Regions from separate parts of the Mus musculus genome. Here region 1 is linked to region 2. The links are chromatin contacts, called in public promoter capture Hi-C maps. All regions are on one chromosome and are shown on one strand. Each heading gives the region's core, a stretch centred on a gene start, on an enhancer-like site or on the middle of the called end of the contact. The rest is flanking DNA. Distances are from core to core; before and after follow the strand shown.

Region 1 (3,102 bases), core at 572-3,071, 510 kb after region 2:
ATAACTCCTCCACTTGTGCTCAAGAGGGTCCAGTGAGTTAGGACACAGGGCAGGTGGGTTTGTTTGACAGCTGAGGAACATGGATGGGGTGCAGGGGTCAGTATCTCTCCAACTACTTTCCTTTCCCATTCCTAGATTTTGTTGACCTCAACAATGGCAAGTTCTACGTGGGAGTCTGTGCATTTGTAAAGGTGCAGTTAAAGGTGAGGGGCTGGGGTGCCACAACTTCCTGGGAGGACCAAGTAGGCAGTGGGAGGGAGTCTAGAGTGGAGACCAGGGATCTGACTCAGCCAGGGTGCCTAGAAAGGCAGTATTCAAACATCCTTGCTCATCTGCCCCTCATCTGTAGAAAGGATGGATCTTAGTTTAGATTGATGTGTGTGTGTCTATAACTTGACAATTGAAAATCTATAATGTAACAGATATTTACGTTATAGTTCATAACATTAGTAAAATTATGGTGATGAAGTAGCAAGAAAAACTACTTTATGTTTGGCGTGCGTGTGTGTGTCATACAACATGAGGAACTGTGTTAAAGTGTCGTAGCATAGAAGGGTAAGAAGCCCGCAGTTAGCTGTCTAGGCCTCTGAGTGTCTGCAGCACAGTCTTCCTCCTTCTGCCTCTTACATCCGAGACGACAGGCTCGAGTGTGCTACTCAAGGCCCGCTAGCTTTTTGTATTGAATCTTATAGAGAGCTGTAGTCTTCTTGCCTCCAACCTTGAGTCCCAGGATTATAGGGCTTGCTCTGCCATGTCTGGCTAAGCTGTACTTTTATCACGGAAGGGTCACACTGTTTCTGTGGCTTGTCTTAGGTCATATTTCCTGTTGCTGTTGTCCTACTGTATTTATGCTTGAAAATTCCATTTATAGCCCCATAGCACTTCCACACCTCTGTGTGTGCACATGTATGAGTGTGTGTAAAAACAATTTTTTTTTTTAGTTTAATTTCTATTGACCTTAAAGCTTTAGATAATAAAGATTTGGCACTGAGCACAGGCGTCTTTCCAGGCAGCTCCAAGACAGCACTTCTCAAATTTGATATCTTAAACTGTGTGCTGTGTGCTCTTCAGCAGTGTCCTGCTTCCACCGTGCAGGGTGGCTTGTTTATTTTCTTTCTTTCTTTTGAGTGCTGTTGGTCAGAGAAGAGGCTGGGCAGCCAAGGGCAGAGCTACAGCTTTCTACTCCTTTTCTACTTCAGGATGGTTCCTATCATGAGGACGTGGGCTATGGAGTTAGTGAGGGCCTCCGTTCAAAGGCCTTGTCACTGGAGAAGGCCAGGAAGGAGGCTGTGACTGATGGGCTGAAGCGAGCACTCAGGTGAGGAGGGAGCACCATCTCATTTCAGCTCTCATTTCTAAGGAAGTGGCACATTCACGTGGGTCAGAAATCTAAATAGCATGGAAAAGATGTCTCAGGTCATCCTGATCTCATGTTTCCCTGCTCTCTGAGGGACGTGGTTTTGGTTTCTCCCTTCCCTCCCAGGAAGGGCTCAGAGCTTTTCAGGAGCCAAGTCACCAATCAGTTCTTAGAACAGTTGGCTGAATATAGCAACTCAGAGGTTTAGGTTGGCTCAGCTTTGAGAGGGCTTAGTCCAGTATTGACTAGCATGCATCGTGGTGGAGAGGCAAAAATAAGAACAAACAGAAGAGACCAGTGGTCCATAGTCGCAGAGGACAGATGCCCAGTAACCTAACCCTTCCACTAACCTGGAGCTCCTAAAGACGCCATCAGTTCCATACTGCTCACTAGAGATGATGCCCTGTGAGATTGTGTGCCATGTCACTGCTCTGTCCTCAGAGCTAGTAGAGTGCAGGGACATTACCCAATGAATGAAGGTTAGGGTCCGTTTCCTCTCTTGTGTTTGCAGCCCTGTGGTGTTGTGACAGCCAGTCTGATGTTGTAACTGAACTTTCGCTTCTTTGTCACCATAGGAGTTTTGGGAATGCACTTGGAAACTGTATTCTGGACAAAGACTATCTGAGGTCACTAAATAAGCTTCCACGACAGGTATGTTGCACTGAGGAGCTGGCTGTCACAGCGTGAGGTTCTCCAGTGTATCCTTGCTGTACTAGCTAAAAGGAGAAGTGAGGACTCAGTGTTTGGCAGCATCTGTACTGATGATTTTGGACTTAGAAGGTTAATGCTAGCAGATGTGTCCTGGCCAGGCTTTCCATTGCATCTCATGGACAGAGAGCTGTGGCTTGGTCTCAGAACCAGTGCAGAGCCTCTGCCATTGCTGTTTGCCATACGTGTTCAGACCAGCCATCTTTCTTCCCTTAGCTCTGGCGGCTTGGAAGTGCACACCTCCATTCTGACACTGCCTACCTACCTATGGGGTCTTAGCGCTGTCCTCTGGAGTGTGGTGTGCAGTAGGTGCTGCTAGAGTCACAGTTAATTGAGAGGGAGAGCTGGTATCTACCTGATAGAATAAATCATTGCCTTCTCTGTCTCCTTGGGCTTTTCACACCTACCCCATTCTCCTATTATGGAATCCAGTTGGCCTCTGCTCCTCTTTTCCTCTCGTGTGTGTGCATGACAGTCTCCTGGGGACCACACTGTGCTTGTCTGTCCACCTGTTGGCTGCTGTTGTCACTACTGTGGACATGGATGTGTAAATTTCCTTAGAAGCTCAGCCTTCAGTGTCATGAAAGATACACACCAGTGTGAGTGCTGGATCATGTGTCTCCTGTGTTGTTTCTTTTGAGAAATCTGCATACTGATATTCACAGTAGTTCCCACTGTACAGTCTGTTCTCTTTATGGCTTTGGATTGTGTTTCAAAAGCTTGCTGGCTATTTTGGAATTCCTCCCTCCCTCCCTCCCTCCCTCCCTCCCTCCCTCCCTCCCTCTCTCTCTCTCTCTTTCTTTCTTTCTTTCTTTCTTTCTTTCTTTCTTTCTTTCTTTCTTTCTTTCTTTCTGAGATTGAATTCCTGTGCCATTTTTAATAGGCTATCTGGTATTTTTGCTGTTAAATTACAGTAGTACTTTATTCTGGACATTAAAATCCTTTATCTGTTAATAAGACATACAAATATTTTCCTCCATTCCATGGATGTCTTAAGGTTATTTTTATTTCATTATATTTAATTTTTTTTTTTTTTT
Region 2 (3,245 bases), core at 366-2,865:
TACACCTCCACCCCCTTTTTTCAGGTTTTTTTTTTGGGGGGGGTCTCAAACTATAGGCTACACTGACATGAAACTAATGGCAAAATTCCTACCTCGGTGAGTGTCGGGTTTGGGGATTTTAATTCCTTGCCTCACTGGTTAGGTAGAGGCTATTCTAAAACTGCAGTGCTCTCAGAACTGACTACAGCTTCACCAGGTCAAATAGGCAGCTTGCCTTCCTTGAACCTGTAATCTTGACTACCTATAAAGGGGAGTGTGTGTGTGTGTGTGTGTGTGTGTGTGTGTGCGCGCGCGCACGCGAGCACTCACACACTCAAGCCTTTGTCCTAACCCCTGCCGTGCTTTCAGAAAGGAAGAAACCCACTGTCACCACTGGCTGAGTTTTGGTAACCAGGGAGAGCTTGTGATTCTCACCACAAGGAACAAGACCCAGGGAAGGTCTGTGGTTTGTGGGAGGTTGTATCTCAGCAACTGCTTGTGACACACAACCCATTACAGTTTATCTGAAAGGAATAAAATAAAATAACATATACGAACACAGGAAGGAGCCTAGTGGTAGCCTGTTCGTACAGTAGCCTGCCTCTCGCCATTCCTCTTTTCCAAGTTAGTCCCCTGCTTGCCAGTCAGATAAAATACAAGTGAAGTAAAAGGTGTCCTTAGACAAAAACCAAAACAGACTGGATTTTTTTTTTTTTTGAAACTGGAATTACAGATGGTTGTTGGCCACCACTTAAGTACTGGCAACCAAACCTAGGCCTTCTGGAAGAGAAGCCAGTGCTCCTAACTACTGAGCTGTCTCTATAGCCTTAGGTAACTCTTTTTTTTTTTTTTTTTTTTTTTTGAGACAAGGTATTGCTTATGTAGCACTGGCTGGCAAGAATTCCCTTTATAGTATAGACTGGCCTTGACTTTATAGAGATCCAAGTAGCTCTTTCTCCAGAGTGTTGGGATTATAAATGTGGGATACCACACACAGCTAGACTAGGCTCTTTCCTTTCCTTCCCCTTCCTCTTCCTCTTCCTCTTCCCCTTCCTTGCTTGCTTCCTTCCTTCCTCCCTTCCTCCCCCTCTCTTTCTTTTCTTCCTTTCTTTCTCTCCTTTTCTGTTTTTTTTGTTTTTTCAAGACAGAATTTCTCTATGTAGCCCTGGCTGTCCTGGAACTCACCCTGTAGACCAGGCTGGCCTCAAACTCAGACATCAACTTGCCTCTGCCTCTGAGATTAAAGGCCTGAGCCACCACCGACTGGCATTTCTTCCGTGTTTTCCTGAACTTGAACTTTAACAGAGAGCTTTGTGCATGCTAAGTAAGCATACTATCCCTGATCTGTCCCTTATCATTGGGGTGATAGTTCAGTTATCAATGGGGTGATATTTCAATGTTCCCCTTATCTGAGTTCCATAGGTGCTTCTAAGTCAAGCATTAATAGGGTTCATGCTGAGTCCAGAGGTTTCCCATCTCTGGAGCTTATTGGTAGAGATTGAGTAGAGTGACTTAGCCGTGTGACATATTGGCTCACATCCAGACTGTTTCAAAAAGGGAGACTAAAATAAAGGGGCTGATTAGAGCTGGGGCCAATGGGGGTTGGGTCATGGCTCCAGAGAATTTCAAAACCTGTTGTGAGAACAGCAAGAATAATCTGTCTTCCAGATAACAGTTTCCCTCTGCCCCAATTCTGCTCAAGGTTCAAAGGCTAAGCCTTTTCCTGGCACACAGGTCTCCAGACAGGCTCTTTCACAAGGTCAAAATGCAATGAAACTCCAGCCTCCCATGCTTTAACTCTGGGTGAGAAGATGTGGGTGAAGGTTTCTCATGGTATTTTTCAAGTATTTGGGATTGGTTGGTTAGTTGGCTGGCTTGAGATGGGGGGTCTTGCTATGTAACCCAGGCTAGCCTTAAGGTCTCTACCCTCCTGCTTCAGCCTCCAGAGTATCAGGATTGCAGTCACCCACCCTAGCTGGCCTAGGCTAATTTTCCATAATGTGATTGAGTTCCTTCCTCCTCAGCCTCCAGATGGCAAATGCAGTACTCTGTCCCTTTATTGATAGCCTCTAGATTCCTTTAAGATTATTTGCTGTCAAAATTTTGTGAACTTGACACAAACCTACACAGAGGGAAGTGGGAACCCCATTGAGGAATTACTTCCATTGGCTTGGGCATGTCTATGGGGCATTTTTCTCAATTGTCAGTTGATGTGGGTGAGCCAAGCCCACTGTGGGCAGCACCATCCCTAGGCAAGTAGGCCAGGCCCATATAGGAAAAGTAGCTGAGCAAGTCAGTAAACAGCATTCCTCCATGGTCTCTGCTCCAGATTCTGCTCCTGGTTCCTACCGTGAGTTACTGCCTTGGCTCCTTCAGTGAAGGACTGCAGTCTGTAAATCAAATAAGTCCACCCCTCCCCTACTTTGGCTTTGGCCAGTGTTTAATCACGGTAATGAAAAGCAAACTAGGACATTCTAGCTCTGCTGTGAGGAATTTTTAGCATTTATACCTTTTTGTACACCTAAGAGAACTATCTATAAGATAATTTTCCTTATTTGTTTTAAACTCGTTTATGTAAGGGTATGCTTGTATATATGTATTGACACACAAGGCCGGAGGACCACCGTTTTTGAGACAGAGTATCTCTATACAGCCCGGCTGTCCTAGAACTCTCTATGTAAATCCACCTGCCTCAGCTATGATTAAAGGCATGAACTCCCCAGGCTCAGCTATAAGAGCACCTTTGAGAGTTGACCTTCAAATCAAGGTCATAAGCCTGTAGCAAGCACCTTTACCCATGAGCCATGGGTTTGCCAGCCCCTGGTTGGTTTGTGGTTGTTATGTCTTTGAGACAGAATCTTGCTATTTGGTAAATGCTAGCCTCAATCTTTCAGACCCCCTCCCCTGCCCCGCCTTGTCTCCTAAATGAGAGGAGAATGTAGGCACGAAGCCATACCTAGTTTCTTATAAAACTTTTCGACCTTTTAGAAAATTCCCCACTGGAGCCAGGGTTCTCAATGTCATAGAAAGCAAATGGAGAAAATAAGGATGGGCTTCAGAAAGTTAGTTAGAGAAAGGTGTCACAAGTGGGGGTCTCGGTGGGCCTCCCTCCCTCCTTCCTTTTTTTCCCCTCTATAAACCTGGAGTCCCCAGCTTACCCCAGCGCTCTACCCAGCAGTGGAGTTTCAAGCTGACCCCTCAAATGAGCTTGGGAGCTGTGCTGTACCAAGCTGCAGGATTGTAGGTCTGCCTGCAAGCTTAGTGCT

The links. Capture Hi-C pulls out chosen DNA fragments and counts their contacts.
Region 1: a promoter capture Hi-C map of liver shows a contact between it and region 2. The contact joins two enhancer-like sites. A contact is called at or near these places in 2 of 115 datasets of contacts at active chromatin or transcription factors (memory CD8 T cells and microglia) and 1 of 9 other capture datasets (liver).

What each region holds. Positions count from the first base shown.
Region 1 is chr6:119,914,035-119,917,136 of GRCm38.p6, forward strand. Rad52 (RAD52 homolog, DNA repair protein) reads left to right here. Exons shown (of 12, transcript NM_001166381.1): 5 at 136-203; 6 at 1,200-1,318; 7 at 1,933-2,008. Among named protein-coding and RNA genes, the nearest start is that of Rad52, 13 kb to the left of the region's middle. Within about 2 kb of position 1,822, at least 24 of the 459 cell types and tissues checked have an H3K27ac peak or open chromatin away from gene starts, as enhancers often do. A contact at or near this core is called in liver, where this site is marked.
Region 2 is chr6:119,408,401-119,411,645 of GRCm38.p6, forward strand. It overlaps a transcript of Adipor2 not described here. Among named protein-coding and RNA genes, the nearest start is that of Adipor2, 21 kb to the left of the region's middle. Within about 2 kb of position 1,616, at least 21 of the 459 cell types and tissues checked have an H3K27ac peak or open chromatin away from gene starts, as enhancers often do. A contact at or near this core is called in liver, where this site is marked.